Linked DNA regions of Mus musculus: region 2 is linked to region 1. The links are chromatin contacts, called in public HiChIP or PLAC-seq maps. All regions are on one chromosome and are shown on one strand. Each heading gives the region's core, a stretch centred on a gene start, on an enhancer-like site or on the middle of the called end of the contact. The rest is flanking DNA. Distances are from core to core; before and after follow the strand shown.

What was found. HiChIP or PLAC-seq counts read pairs in DNA pulled down with a chosen protein or histone mark.
Region 2: a contact with region 1 is called in an H3K27ac HiChIP or PLAC-seq map of embryonic stem cells, with 7 read pairs. The contact joins two enhancer-like sites. A contact is called at or near these places in 1 of 484 Hi-C or Micro-C datasets (embryonic stem cells), 9 of 115 datasets of contacts at active chromatin or transcription factors (all in embryonic stem cells) and 1 of 9 other capture datasets (pancreatic islet).

Annotation. Positions count from the first base shown.
Region 1 is chr10:108,274,904-108,282,160 of GRCm38.p6, forward strand. Ppp1r12a (protein phosphatase 1, regulatory subunit 12A) reads left to right here. Exons shown (of 25, transcript NM_001368736.1): 25 at 2,304-5,082. The coding sequence ends at 2,390. Among named protein-coding and RNA genes, the nearest start is that of Pawr, 54 kb to the right of the region's middle. Within about 2 kb of position 5,353, at least 8 of the 459 cell types and tissues checked have an H3K27ac peak or open chromatin away from gene starts, as enhancers often do. A contact at or near this core is called in embryonic stem cells, where this site is marked.
Region 2 is chr10:108,568,685-108,575,758 of GRCm38.p6, forward strand. All of the region lies in intron 9 of Syt1 (synaptotagmin I), which reads right to left. Among named protein-coding and RNA genes, the nearest start is that of Gm36601, 120 kb to the left of the region's middle. Within about 2 kb of position 1,282, at least 55 of the 459 cell types and tissues checked have an H3K27ac peak or open chromatin away from gene starts, as enhancers often do. A contact at or near this core is called in embryonic stem cells, where this site is marked.

The DNA of each region.
Region 1 (7,257 bases), core at 4,103-6,602:
TAAAGGTGGGAGTCACTTCATATGGTGATCATGGGTTTGGAATTACTAACCAATTTGTATGATGCTTCTAATATCCAGATATAAAAAACTTAAATAGTTACAGGATGTAAGGTTGATTTGCGTTGCACATTTCCTTTTGTAGTTCAATATTTCTTTGAGGGTAAACCATAGAGGGGGACAAGAAAAGATAAAAATCTCCTTTAAAAAGAAACCTTTAAAAAAAAGATACTGAGGCTGGGAATATAACTCAGTTGTAGACCAGCCAGCCCTAAAGGGTCATTCAGTCTTCGGGGTTAAAGTAAAATCATGAGCTGAGAGTGACAGACAGAAGAATCAAACTCACCTCTGGTTGTGAGTTTTGGGGTTTTTTTTTTTTTAATGTTGAACAGTGCAGAGGGATAAAAAGGTGTGGTTAATTGATTAACTGTTATCACTTTGTGTGTGTGTGTGTGTGTGTGTGTGTGTGTGTGTGTGTGTGTGTGTGTGTGTGTACACATATATAACATGTCACATAATTAATAGTATAAGATAATGATACCCTTATCAGCACCTCAGAATTATGCTTATGAAATTAGAATTTCAAATTTTAAACATTTCACTGAAATAGTTTGTAATTAGACCATTATTTTTAATTAGCTTTGAAAAATAGAAGCAAGTCTCTTGTATTTTGATATATATTGCCTAGCTTGATGTGGAATTTTAGCAGTAAATTGTTTACTGTTCTAAATGTGTTGGAGTATTCTTTTAAATTTTCAGTTTTTTAGCTCATTTCCTATGATTCTATCTGTTCTTATTGTACCTTTGAGTATTTCCTTATTTTTTATTCTTATTTCTTTATGTTCTGATTCCTGCAGAGCCTGCACCAAATAAACCAAATTGAGCCTCTGAGGGAGCTAAATGAGAGGCTGCTGGCTGAGAATAGGGCCTTGACCAGAGTGGTAGCCAAGCGCTCAGGGTTCTGTAGGCATCTGCAGCCTGTGAGCCTGTAATTCATAGTCTCTTCATTGCTCCTTGGTAGACCAGGCGGGTGTGTCTGTTAGTAAGCGTGTTTTCGTAAAAGCTCACAACTACAAATTAATACATGTGTGTAGAACTATCACATACATAACTGTTTAACTCTGCATGGCTTCTCAGAACTTTAAAATTATCACTAATTGTATATCACAACTGATAAACCACAGTAAAATTAGGGACTGGGTTAGGAATTAAGACTCCTCTGCCCACTCAGATTTCTTTTGCTTCAAACATAATTTAGATATATCTACTATTTATTGTCATTTATGAAATACAAAGTAACATCCAAATTAACCTAAAGATTGGGCCAACTATGTCTGCCTTAGAAAATAGTGTCACTTGTGCTCAGTTCATCCTATCTTCACTGTCCGTTACAGTCCCGATGGCAGCCTCGAGGCTCTGGATTACCCCTGGACACTGAGCTCAGGGAGAACTATGTGTGGCTCTCTGTAGGGGTCACTCTTCTCGTAGGTGTGGCTGGCATGAGTAGTGTTGCAAGTTCCATTTTTGCTCTCCCTAATATACCAGTGTCACAGGACATTCTGAAAACTAAAAAAAAAGAAAGAAAAAAAAAGAATTAAATACTTCTGGAAAATACATCTTAATGTCCAAAATAAAAACTATTTCATTTCCTAGTCAGTCTGCCAAAGTGCATAGTTTCAGTTGCCCTCAGTAGAAAGTTAATGTAGTTTCTAACATCACCCTCGCCTTCAATTTGTCTGTGCAGCAAGAGAATATTGAATTGTTTTTTTTTAAATATATACTACTCTATATACATTGATGATTTCCATTTAATGCGTGCCTCTCTTTGATCAGACACTATTAGGCCATCAGACTTGGGTCCTGTAGATGAGTTCTTTAAGAAATGCTATTATATTCAGAAGGAGTCCTGGCTTTTGTAGTTAAGCTGGGGTCTTTGTTTAGTGGTAGTGTCCTCTGGCTTAGTGCTGTCAGGAGCTAGGGAAGGAGCTTACGATACAATTCTGCCTAACAACAGGCTCCATTTCACGGCTGCTCTAATACAACATGCTTGCGAGTCAAAATCCAGTAGTCTAGTGGACTCAAGCGGATAATTTTGAGAGTTAAACTTTCATCCCATCGTTTATCAAACTAATTAGCTTATAAGCAGTGTTTTCTCCTTCTGGTATATGTCTTAGGCTTTAGAAACACATTAACTGACAAAGCTTGGTCATGTGTTTTGTGGTGACTTTGTGACATTTGTGCAGAAGCTCGCTTTGTCCTTTGTACTGAAATGGAACTCTTCCCTTGTATTGTTTGTCTCCTCATAGATGTTACCAGACTTAAAGGCAGACAACCAGAGGCTAAAGGATGAAAATGGAGCCTTGATCAGAGTTATAAGCAAACTTTCCAAGTAGGACAGGAGGCAGAGAAGCAAAGCAGCAGGACTTGCACACTCCCCAGTGGACCACAGTGGCAGTCACTGGACGCCGGAGGAAAGAACTCACGGGAGACTGTCATTTTCCGATATCCTGCCAAACGCCCTCTTATCTAGGAGTTTTGTTTCGTTTAATTTTCTGCCCACCCCGTTGGTTATCAAGACCATTGTTTCATGTTAAAGCAGCTGCTGAGAAGATTTTTTTTCAATGACTGAGAAAACTTGTTTACAGCTCCAGCAAATAAAGAAAGTGTTCAAGGCCAGATATGCCTCAGATATTTAACCCGTAAGCCTTAGTTGTATATAAATACTTTTGTGTCAACAAAAACTTCCAGCTCTCACAGAAGACAGTTAGTCAACAGGTTTTTTTGTTGTTGGGTTTTTTTTTTCTTTTTCTTTTTCTTTTTTCTTTTTGATGTGCCACAGTTTCTAGTTTCTCAATATTTAAATTGTTTGCTTTCCATCTGAGTTTGGGTTTGTATTTTTTTTTTCCTTCTAACTCTTCATGTGTCAGAGTCTCTCTATGTTCACAGCCTTCTCATTTACAGAAAACTTGGCTCTTCTGAGCGTCTTGTCACGTGTTAGGCTGACGTGTTCTCTCCCACCTGGAACTGAATTGTGGTGGGACACTTGCTGTCACTGTTTGTGCAATACGCATTTATTTCTTACATGAGTGCTTTAACGTCCATTGAAATTTGATCTTTCCAGTCCTATCTTCTGCCCTCATCTGTCACTTTTTGTTTTTTATTGTAGTATAAGATGCTAGATGCTGTACTTTTCACATTCATTTTAGCAGGTACTGAGTGACGCTGTATATATAAATAAGTGTATTGTTTTGATTTTTAGACCACCACATGGCATGCTTGACTATTTTCTTAATTCAGATGTCTGCAGTGCACAGTGGGCTACTCCATAAAGGTCTTTAGAGCAGAGCTCGCTCACAGTGGGCAGGAGGACCTGAAAGATTCTGCGGTTTATGGGACCTCCCCTTCCAAGCTTTTCTACTGTAAACTGCTTTGCTTTTTTTTTCATTCGGTAGTAGTCAGACCTGATTACAAAGTAGAGAATCGCTTCACATTTCACACGCCTATATTTATCTGAGTGCTGTCTGAAACTGTTGTGCTAGCCACAGTAGTGCTAGGAGATCCTTTGCAGACTTAAATCTGTGAGTGGTGTTAAGTGCACTGTTATTGCCATGTGAGGGGGCATCAACTCTGATCCCACCACCATGTTCAGACCGTTTTTATACATTTCAGTGGCCTTTTTTTAAGGAAAAAACTAAGCAAAATGAAGTCCATAATGAAAGTGGCTTTTATTTGGACAAATAACTTTTATATTTTCATCAAACCATGCAAAAAATATATATATATTACATCTTCCTGGCACATAACTGTCTCCTTAACCATTGAACAGTTCAGCCATTCGAATAAATTGTACATTTAAAGCGTATAGTAGCTGACTGTATTATTGAGTGTATTGTATACTATATTAAATGTGAATTTGTACCCTTCCATTTTAAAAGGTCATTGTGTTCTACTGCCTATTTTAGATTACTTCGGGGATGGGAAAGGGTGTTTTGGTAAGTAGAATTTAAGTCCTCTCTCTTGATTGGTTTTATGAGGATATAAGGTTATACTCTTACTACCAAGCTCAGGATTCTTTTAAAGGTACAAGGATAGGTGTGAGGATTTATTTTTGGTTATATTTGAACTGTATGAATGGTGGGTCTGAAAACAGAGTATTTCACGGTCTAGTGAGGAGGTAAACTATGCGGCTAGTTGATCAGTGTGAGTGACTGCAGCGTGTTCTGGGTGCACAACAGTTAGGCATGCTGTGGTTTGTATCTGTGAAGTCTGGATGCCTGAGAAGAATGAGTAAATGCGTGTTTCTAATATTTTAGTGTTTTGTATTTAGGTTATTTATTCTTTGTATCTAAAGTTGAACAGCTACTGTGCTATATTGACTTTATTGGTAGGACTGAGCAGACCTTATTTCTGCATGAAACTAGTTGCAAAACCCACTATTTTGGAAATAAAAATGTATTTTGACATATACAAATAAAATGAATAAAACTATTTTAAATGTGTGAACTTTTAATGAAAACAGTTTAAATCTTGTTCTGAGATATTTAAATTCTGCATGGGTATTTTTTCACTAAATGCTTTACTTGGATAACAGTTTGAATAATTTTTGAAATTGTAATATTGTGATAATTTGCACAGCAATGTACATGCTCATCTGTAAATGCGAACTTAACTGCCATATTTATGCAATCTGTGTACCAATTTGGACAAATGTTTATGTATTTTACATAAAGCTGTCTGTATGCAGAATCTGAGAGCTAGTTTTTTTATGCCAAGTGGACAAAAATAATGGTAATTAAGATTCAAGATAGTTGCTTTGTAGCATGAGATTCCATTTCCATAAACATTTGCAGTGTTTAAAAACTAAACTTCTGGTTTTTTCCTTAGCTCTAGACTCAGGCATAAGAACATACACAAAGATACTATTCCACTGAAATTTTAAATCCTTTCCACTACCATTATTTTCCATCTTGGGTTTCTCGAGGGTTCAGTCCACCCGCACAGCTCGAGGTGGCTGAGTTGCGCTTTTAACTTCTCATGTGGGCCTTTGGGCAGGAACCTGAAGTAAACCATGTTCTTTTCTCTGGATTTCCAGCACTTTGTGTATTTTTGTTCACAGCATTGTCTGGGTTGCTCTTGTTTTTAAAATGAAGAAAAACATTTCAGATACGACTGTCTTGAAAGCCAAGGGAAGGGGAGAGAGAATCTGCAGACGCATCTCAGAGAAGATGCCCGTGAAGAGTGATGTGGGGGTCGCTCATCACTGGGCTTCTTTTACCCAAAACTCTATTTCCACGGCCGGGCCTGGAAGCACGTGCCTACAAGCTGAGCAACTGAACAGTACAGGCTGGAAGGTCCATCGAGTGTTCAAGGTTTTTCTTAACTACACAGCAGGCCTGAAGCCAGCCTAGACGACAGGAGGCCCTGTCTCAGATAAGCAAGAGAGAAAATACATTGTATTGCCATTTAGTCTTCCTGGCTAGTCTTCCTTACCTGAGACAGCCATGGCTTCTGATGCCAAGAGAAAATGTGCAGAAAGCCAGATTCTTCTCTTTGCTTTACGTTCTTTTTAACTTTTATTCTTTTCTCATAAATTGAAACTGACATTAACTGACAGTCAGTTTCCCCTCTCTCCATTTCCCCCAGTCTCTCCCTCCTCCCTTCTCCCCAAGGTCAGCTCCTCTTCTGTTTCCCTTCCAGAAAGAAAAAAGGAGCAGAGGTCCCAGGCATATCCACTGCGCGAGGCCTGGCAGTAAGACTAGTTACATATCCTCATATCAAGGCTGGGTGAAGCAGCCCAGTAAGAGGAAAGATTTCCACGTTGGAAATACCACAGAACACCAAGCCACACAACCATCACATACATGCAGAGGACCTAGCTCAGACCCATACAGGATCTTGTGTTTTTCATTTCAGTCATCATGGTGTCCTTGACCAATCTGGCTCCCACAGTCCTCCTTCCCCTCTGTGGAGTCTCCCTGGCTCCTCCTTGTGTTTGGTTGTGAAGGTCCCTCTTTCCTAAAGGCCACATAGCTCTGTGGACTTTCTTTGACCTTATATGTAGCACACAAAGCAAATGCTAGGAGCAGGTATTAACTGTCCACCAGACCTGTCTTCCCATAGAAAACTTATTACAAAGGTAAAAGATAGCTGATAGTCGGGGCTGGTGAGATGGCTCAGTGGGTAAGAGCACCCGACTGCTCTTCCGAAGGTCCGAAGTTCAAATCCCAGCAACCACATGGTGGCTCACAACCATCCGTAACGAGATCTGACGCCCTCTTCTGGAGTGTCTGAGGACAGCTACAGTGTACTTACATATAATAAATAAATAAATAAATCTAAAAAAAAAAAAAAAAAAAAAAAGATAGCTGATAGTCTTTTCTATGACTCTGTTTTCTGCTATGTAAGTGTTTCCTGAATACAGATGTGCAGCAGGGATAACATACATATAAGTAATACTGTGCAGAAATACTAGGATTAGAATGACATATTACTTATTTTCTTCCAGTATCACCATACTAAATTGTTTGGTTTTGGAAAGCATCTCTGCCTAATTTCCATGTAAATGGCAGTGTCTTTTCTGGAGTAAATAATACATGTTACATTGCTATTTTGTGCCTACAAAATAACCAGATTACAAAGTACTAAAACTGTGTGCCTGTGTGTGTGTGTGTGTGTATGAACCCAAAGTCCAGAAGGGCTAAATTTTATTTCTGTAATGTGATAACCTATAGCATTTGAGTGGTAGATTTATGTGTGTAGTACTCAAACAGCTAGTTGATTCCTTGATGCAGATTCTGAACTTGGCCAAAAGTAAATAATGCTTGTAAAAGATTTCATATTCCTGTGTAGGGGAAAAAAAAGATTCTTGATTTTTTTTTTTTGTTTGTTTGTTTGTTTTTGGTTTTGTTTTTTTTCAAGACAGGGTTTCTCTGTGTAGCCCTGGCTGTCCTGGAACTCACTCTGTAGACCAGGCTGGCCTCGAACTCAGAAATCCGCCCGCCTCTGCCTCCCGAGTGCTGGGATTAAAGGTGTGCGCCACCATACCTGGCAAGATTCTTTTCATAGTCTTCCAAAAGAATTTTTTTTCAGCTGTCAGTTGAAGCTAACGTTCCATGGTAAGATGGGCAATTTTGATAGTCGTGGTATGTTTTCTTGTCAGTGACCATGTGTGTAGAATGCCAAATATATAAAAAGAAAAATAGCATTTCTATAAGCTCATAGGAGACACACATACACACACACTGTAGGACTCAAAACCAG
Region 2 (7,074 bases), core at 32-2,531, 290 kb after region 1:
TGTGATGCCTTGCTTGCAAGCAAATATTAAGTTTTAGCATCTTTAATGATTAGCTCTACATGAATGTCAACTGGCAGCTATGAGTCAAAAATCTATATATGTTATGATATCTGGGGGAGAGTTTTAATAGATATTTCTCTATTTAAGTTAGCTTGTGGATAGTATTCTCTTACCTTTAACTCACATAATGAAGTTTAGTTCCCCGGCCCTGAACCCTATTGTGTGAATACTAAACATGTCTTTGTCCAGGGGAAAAGAATGCAGCCTTGATCATAATACATTTGTAGGGAGCTTTTCATTTGAGGATCTGGCTGAAATACACCTTGTAATTTTGTGTTTGCTGGCCTTAGCGTTATACGTTAACACTAGAGTCTACCACATAGTCACCAGGTTTATAGTTTCACAGAAAATGCTTCCTTAGCAACGCAAGGTTGATTTAACCTTGGGACTGGCTGGCTAGTTGTTTGAGAGAGACACAGTTCAAGAGTGCAGATGCGGACACCTTGGGCAGTTAGCTAAATAACACATCAAAGAGGGAAACGGAGAAGATCTTACCTCACCTCGGGACTCAGCAATACACAGGGTTTTTTGTTTTTTTTTTCCCCTCATAGTTCATATCTAAGTTCTTAGTAAATGCTTTAAAAGAACAGGCTTTTCTATTAGCAAGGTGAACAATTCACTTTAGATGAAGGCTAGAGGGGTGAGGCACAATCTAAGCAAAGAGTTCTTCCAAGGGTTGAATTGCTAGGATGGGCACAGCCCGAGGACAAGTGTGTTATAGAAAATGAAATTTCAGAGAGAAGAAAACAAGCTAAAAGAGGGTCAGAGGGTCATGAAAGGATGTGAGTTGAGATGTGTGCTATTCTTCTTTATTTTCCTCTCTCTCTCCCCACTCCCCATGTGGTTACAAAACAACATCTCGCAGTGACTGCGGACTCATTGAATCCAATTAGGTATTTATTAGCTGGGGCAAAATTATTAGGCAAGGCAACAGGGGGTTGCTCAGGGACTAGGCCCTGCCACTTCTAGTCAAATTGATGTTGTTCCTACAGATTCTAGCTCATTGGGTTGGTGGGGTGGGGTGGGGTGGGGGTGCGGGAGAGGCTCACTGTAGTGGGGAGGGGAGGTCTGGCTGTCAGATACCAACTTGATAATGAGGGCTGCACAGACTCTGTCCTTCCTTCCTTTCTTCTGCTTCTGGGCCAATTAACTGAGTTTGTCCTGGGCGTGCTATCATAAGAGAAGAATTTGGAAGAGAGCTCTGGAATCTTAGACAACAAAGTCACCGGCTTTGAGAACTGAGGCTATCACTCAAGTCTCCTCTCCATACCTATTGGTTTAACCAACCCTTAACTGAACCTATTTAAAAAAAAACAAGAACAAAAACTGCATTTGTACTTAACATAGAGAGACTTTCCCTTTTCTTCCTTCCGGTCCCCATTCCTTCAGCTGTACAACAGAGCTACTGTCAGCACATCATTTACATTATATCATGCTTGACAGGTATACCCACAGAGAATGGGAAGTGTACAGTGATCTGCAAGGACTAGATCACTTTGTATATAGAACTTGAACATTCTCAGCTTTTGGGCATACACTGGAGTTGAATGGGTTGGGCCTAGAAATAACTCCCAACAAGATACTGAAGAACAGTTATCCTGAGAAATACATCCTATCTTACTTCTTATAAAATATGCTGGGGATCATGGTTAAATGCTATCAAGAGAGGAGAGAACTTGCTGGGCTAGTTTCTGGATGCTGTCATAGCTGCTTCTCAGGTAATTAGGAGACATACATTAAAGTCCTGTATGTACTTCCTGCTCACCACAGACACATGGCTTAATTTTGCATATCGCTGAGTGATATAGTGTATGATATCTTGCTATTTTCAATCTCATTTGCTCTCATGGTTATGTAGAGAGTGAAAGGAGAAAAGACAGAGAAGGCTGGAAGAGCAGAGCAGATATCATGAGACCTATAAACGCTCATTAAAAGGTTACCTAGTAGGGATAGTTTAAAAAGCAATGCTGTGAGCCAATTTTGTATTTATTTTTCAGTAACTTCATTAGAGGATAATTCAATGACAAGCTGTCCAACCATATAAGGCATAGAACATTTCCATCACCCCCTTGTCTTCTCTGTAGCTTTAGATGCACACTGTCAAGTGTATCAAGTTTGTCTGTGTCCATTACAAAGTGTGGTTCCCTTGCTTGTATGGGATTTGCCCATTCATTTAGCAAAGTTGCTTTCACTTTTTTGAGTATTGTGAATAACGTTACTGTAAACATCCAATAACCATGCACATATGTGGCTAGCTTATAGACATGGTTATATCAGCTATGGAGGAACACACACACACACACACACACACACACACACACACACACACACACACACACACCTTGAATCAAGCTTTGGTATGAAAAAATATTAAAAGTTAACGAAGAATTTTCTCTTGCTTAGAATAATAGGCAGCTCTGTGATGCTCTCTACTTAGAACTTCCACCTAATGTTACCTCATCTGTGAACTCAGCAATGAAGCTGTGTTTAATATCCCAATTTTATGGATGAGCAGACCGAGGGGCTGAAAGGTCATGGGTTTTCCATTCAGGGTTTGCAATGCCAGTTTGTGTCTTTTCTGCTGCACCCTGGTGGCTCTCAGGAGAGGGTCTGTTCATGGCTGACTTGCATCTCCACTGGATGCCAAGGAGGCAGGGACAAACACTGGCATTTTCAGACACCTACTTATTATTAGGCTCTGGCCTGTAATGACTGTTAAACCGTGCCGTAGGCATGCATCTTGGCGAGCAAGGTCAGGCCACATAGAAAGCATTCTATAAAGTTAAATTCCTGTCGGGAAGCTTTTAAGGTGTTTATATTTTAATGATGTTATTAAAATGAAAGTTCAGACTTGCATAATTCATGTGTTCAGTGCCTCTTTTAAAATCCCTGTCACTGATCTTTTTTTTTTTTTCCATTTTCTTTTCTTTTTTAAATTTCAGTGAGATTCTTAAAGTACAAACAGGTATTTCAAGGAAGAGTAAGATAGATCTCTAGTTATACTGGGTGGGAGCTTCTCCCGTGTTGAAATCTTAAGGCTAGGTTCACTCTCAGGGTTTCTCCTGTGTCATAGACAGCACTACAAGAACCAAGTTGTTTTCAATGCAAACAACCCATACTAACAACAGCTTACAAATTTATGGCTCGATAATGTCTAAGAATTGGGACAGTCTCTGGAAAATGTCTTTGGCTTTGTAAGGGTTTATTTATTTATTTATTTATTTTTGTATTTTTTACTTCCAGTGTCTGTCGCAGGTTTATTTAGATTGCTATCAACAATGCTGCTAGATTGAGTGCATTCTAATGGGTTTAAATTGCTACAAATGCAGTTGATGAAAGTCTAGAAATTTACAAGTTGATCACCAGATTTTCTTTCTTTCTTTTCTTTTTCCTTTTTTCTTTTTTCTTTTTTTTTTTCTTGGTAGAGGGGCAACTCTTTGCAATCAACAGAGGTTGTCTTTTAAGCAACACTCCCCCCTCCCCCCCCTTAGGTTTTGAACTTAGGGTAATTGCATCTTACTTTAAAATCCCCCCTTATTTAATGCATAATGAGACTGTATAAATGCAACGTTTTATTTTTCAGCAACAGGAGCTTGGTTGCAGAGGCAGTAGCAGCAAGCAAACTGAAGGATGTTAGAAGGATGAAGGTTTTCCCATTGCCTGCCTTTCTCTCGGTGATACTTAGGGACTCTTTCCATCTCAGGGATACTGAGAAAAGCTTGCTTTCAATCTGTTGACTTGGCTTGATGACCAGGAGGAGTTGAAACTTATTTATTTGTTTATTTATTTATTTTTACATTTCTTCCTATCCAAGAGTTCATAACTTGATTTAAATATTGTTTAGAAACCTTTGGTCAAGACAGTTTTCTAAATAGAGTTTTATTGGTAAGAAAATTACTAAACATATGATAATATATCCAGAGAAAGATGCTATACAAGCAGCAGATGCAATGACTGCTTACCAGATATGGCTTGGAAGAGCTCTGTTACACACCAGTGGACAGACCAAAATAATAATGAATGTGACATATCTCAGTTGAGTACAACGCACATATTTTTGTGCATGTATACATACATATGAACATGTGTTTGTGTGTTTAAATATACAGGTAGAGAAGAGAATCTGGAACTACATGCAATCTTAAGTTGTGTCCTTGAGGTGACTTCCTTTGGGGACTGATTGGGCCATTGAAGTCGTTTGCATCCTAAAGGAAGTGATGGGGGCTATTGTTTCCTTCAGCTTTCTTTGAGTTCTGATGACTTAAAGGCTGTTATTCTAGTAACATCTTGAAACACTGCCATTTGTGAGCACATTTCGTTCCTTAATGAATCAGAAAACGGAAGTCCATGAACAAATCTCAGTCTATCAAGTAGATAAATATGTAATCTTGCAGTCACATATGTATGCACAATATTACTTCAAGCCTACTATCACTAAAAGTACATTAGGCTCCTTGTTAATGGGGGGAACGTGTTAATTAATTACATAGCCATATTGTTGCTTGACATCAATCATTTGAAATATATGAATTTCTTAAGGCAATCGATCTTATTGCTTTAGTCTTAGAAAAGGCAGTTTCAACATTCCAAAAGATTAAAAAAACGCACTTATTTCAGGTTTTTAAGTTAAAATGTCACTTTTCCTTGATAAACAGTGAAGGTTTTTTTTGTGTTTTGTCTTTTTGTTTTTTTGTTTTTGTATGGAAAAAAAAAACAATAGGAAGCCCTTGGGAGCACACAGCCGAAGTAAGGGCTTTCAGATGTCACAAAGGCAGTGGCTGCTATGCTCTTCTGACCCTGTGATCTGAGGAAGTCAGCCCATGAAGTAGTAGGCAGTTCATACTGGCCTTGGCCTATCATCCTGGGCAAAAGACATGGCTGGGGATTTATTTTGAGCCTTCACCCTTTCCCTGGAGAATGCCTTTATGACCACTGAGGGGTAACGGCAGTAATGTGTGCATTACTGTGCAACTCTTGTCTCTTGAGGAGAGTATGCCACTCCATTTTGAAGCCATTAAGGCTGATGGAGAAAGAATAAAATGAGGACTACATAAAATCTCAGAAGATGCTTGCTAAGATATCCAGTAGATTTCAAGAATTATACTTTCTAATTTTGTTTCTCAAGGTGCTACTATGAAAGTACTGCTATATGTTGCCAAAAGAATTCTACTTAGGAGAAGAAAGATTCAATCAGAGCAGTCAGAAGAGAGGGAACAAACCGTGAGATTGGTAGAGCGCTGCCATTTGTGCATGGCTAGGCGAGGTTTGTTCATTTAACATGGATGAGACATGCATGTGAGAATGGGAGACAAAGTTGAAACTGTGTTGACAGGAAGCTTTAGGAAAGCATGTGGCATGACTGAGGAGGAAAAGAATAATGCATCTATGCATGAAATGAGGAGTGAGGGTTAAGGAATGTGTCCTCTTAAAAGTGGAGATGGATTTGGGAGAACTTGGCATGCAAGCATATGAACTGCGTTTGGATCCCCAGTTCTCATGTAAAGCTAGGTGGGCATGGCAACCTGCCTCTAATTCTAGTAATTGGGAGGCAAAGACGGGGAATGCCCTGGGCAAGATGGCTACTTAAATGGGCAAAATTGATCAAGCTCTGGGTTCAAATGAGAGACCCTCACTGAATATATAGGATGAGAACTAGTGAGAGAGACACCTAATATCAACTCTTGGCCTCTATACATACATGTGCCTGTATACATTCATGTGTTTGCACACATGCATATGCATACCACACATACAAGTACACACAAAAAAGTAGACATAGCTACACGATAACCAATTTTTGTTGCTATTTTAGACAGGGTCTCACTCTAGAGCCAATGGTGGCCTGGAACTCCTGAGTCTTCTGCCTCAGTCTCCTGCGTGATGAGATTCCAGGTGTCTGCTACAATGCGTGGCTGCCTTTTTTATAATATGATTCATCCTTTTAAAGATTCCTTTTCCTTTATGTGTATGGGTCTGCATATTTGTATGCAATGTGTTTTGATACCCTTGAAGACCAGAAAGGGGGAAGAAGCCTAATGTGAGTACTGGTTGCTGAACTTTAGTCCTTAGGAAGAGCTTTGTGGGCTCCTAACTGTTGATCGATTGAAGGATTCATCCTTGGATTTCTAGGAGGTCCAAACACTGGATATGACTCTGTTCTTAAGGTGTTGTAGGCTTTGCTAACAGATTTCTTATGCCTTAAAAAAGGAAGAGAAAGATAACACTGACTTCTGCTAAATGTTTTTAAAAAAGAAGTATTTGGGAATACTTCTGCTATTCTAGTTAGCTATTGGAAATTCCAAACCCCTCTATTCCTTTTCTGTGTTCTGAGTGAGAGAAAGGGAAGGGATGGTTAAGTGAAAGAAGACAATGCATTCACACAGTCACCTGGGTCAGACAGTGTGGTACAAAACTGTGGAGCTGCTAAGGGTTCCTCACGCAAAGGTGCCATGGGAGGAGGTTCTGATGGGATAACATAAAAGGCTCAACAAAGTCCATTTTAAAGCCCATCAACACAGAAAACTCTCATCTATTGATTTGTCTTATATTTCTGTCTGTCCCAGATCCTTGACTAGTGTTTGCCATTCAACTATAAGGCAGAACTACAAGGCGAAGAGAAATGGACAAAGAATTTCTGAGTGGAAAGGCACCTTTGAGATCACCCAGAATGCCCTTTCTTTTCATCTTTTTTTCTTTTAAACATCAAGGTTACCTCTTAATTCTAGCATTGTGGAGTGGGCAGGTGGGCATCACTGTGCTCTGCTTTCATGATCTTAAGACTTTAATCATGCCTGAGCTCTGCCTTCCTACCCCAGACTACAAAGTCCTCAACTTCTTAGCCTGTCTTCAGAGATAGTCCCTTGATCCTCTCTATCCAGGCTGCCCTTCTATGTTGGCTAGTCATTGAACACTGCTGTCTGTTTTGAGGTGGGTGGCCATACCTATGTGTACTCCACACAAGGATAAATGCAGAGTATTTCCATCTCATCCTTCTAGAATCTTCTGGAATAGTAC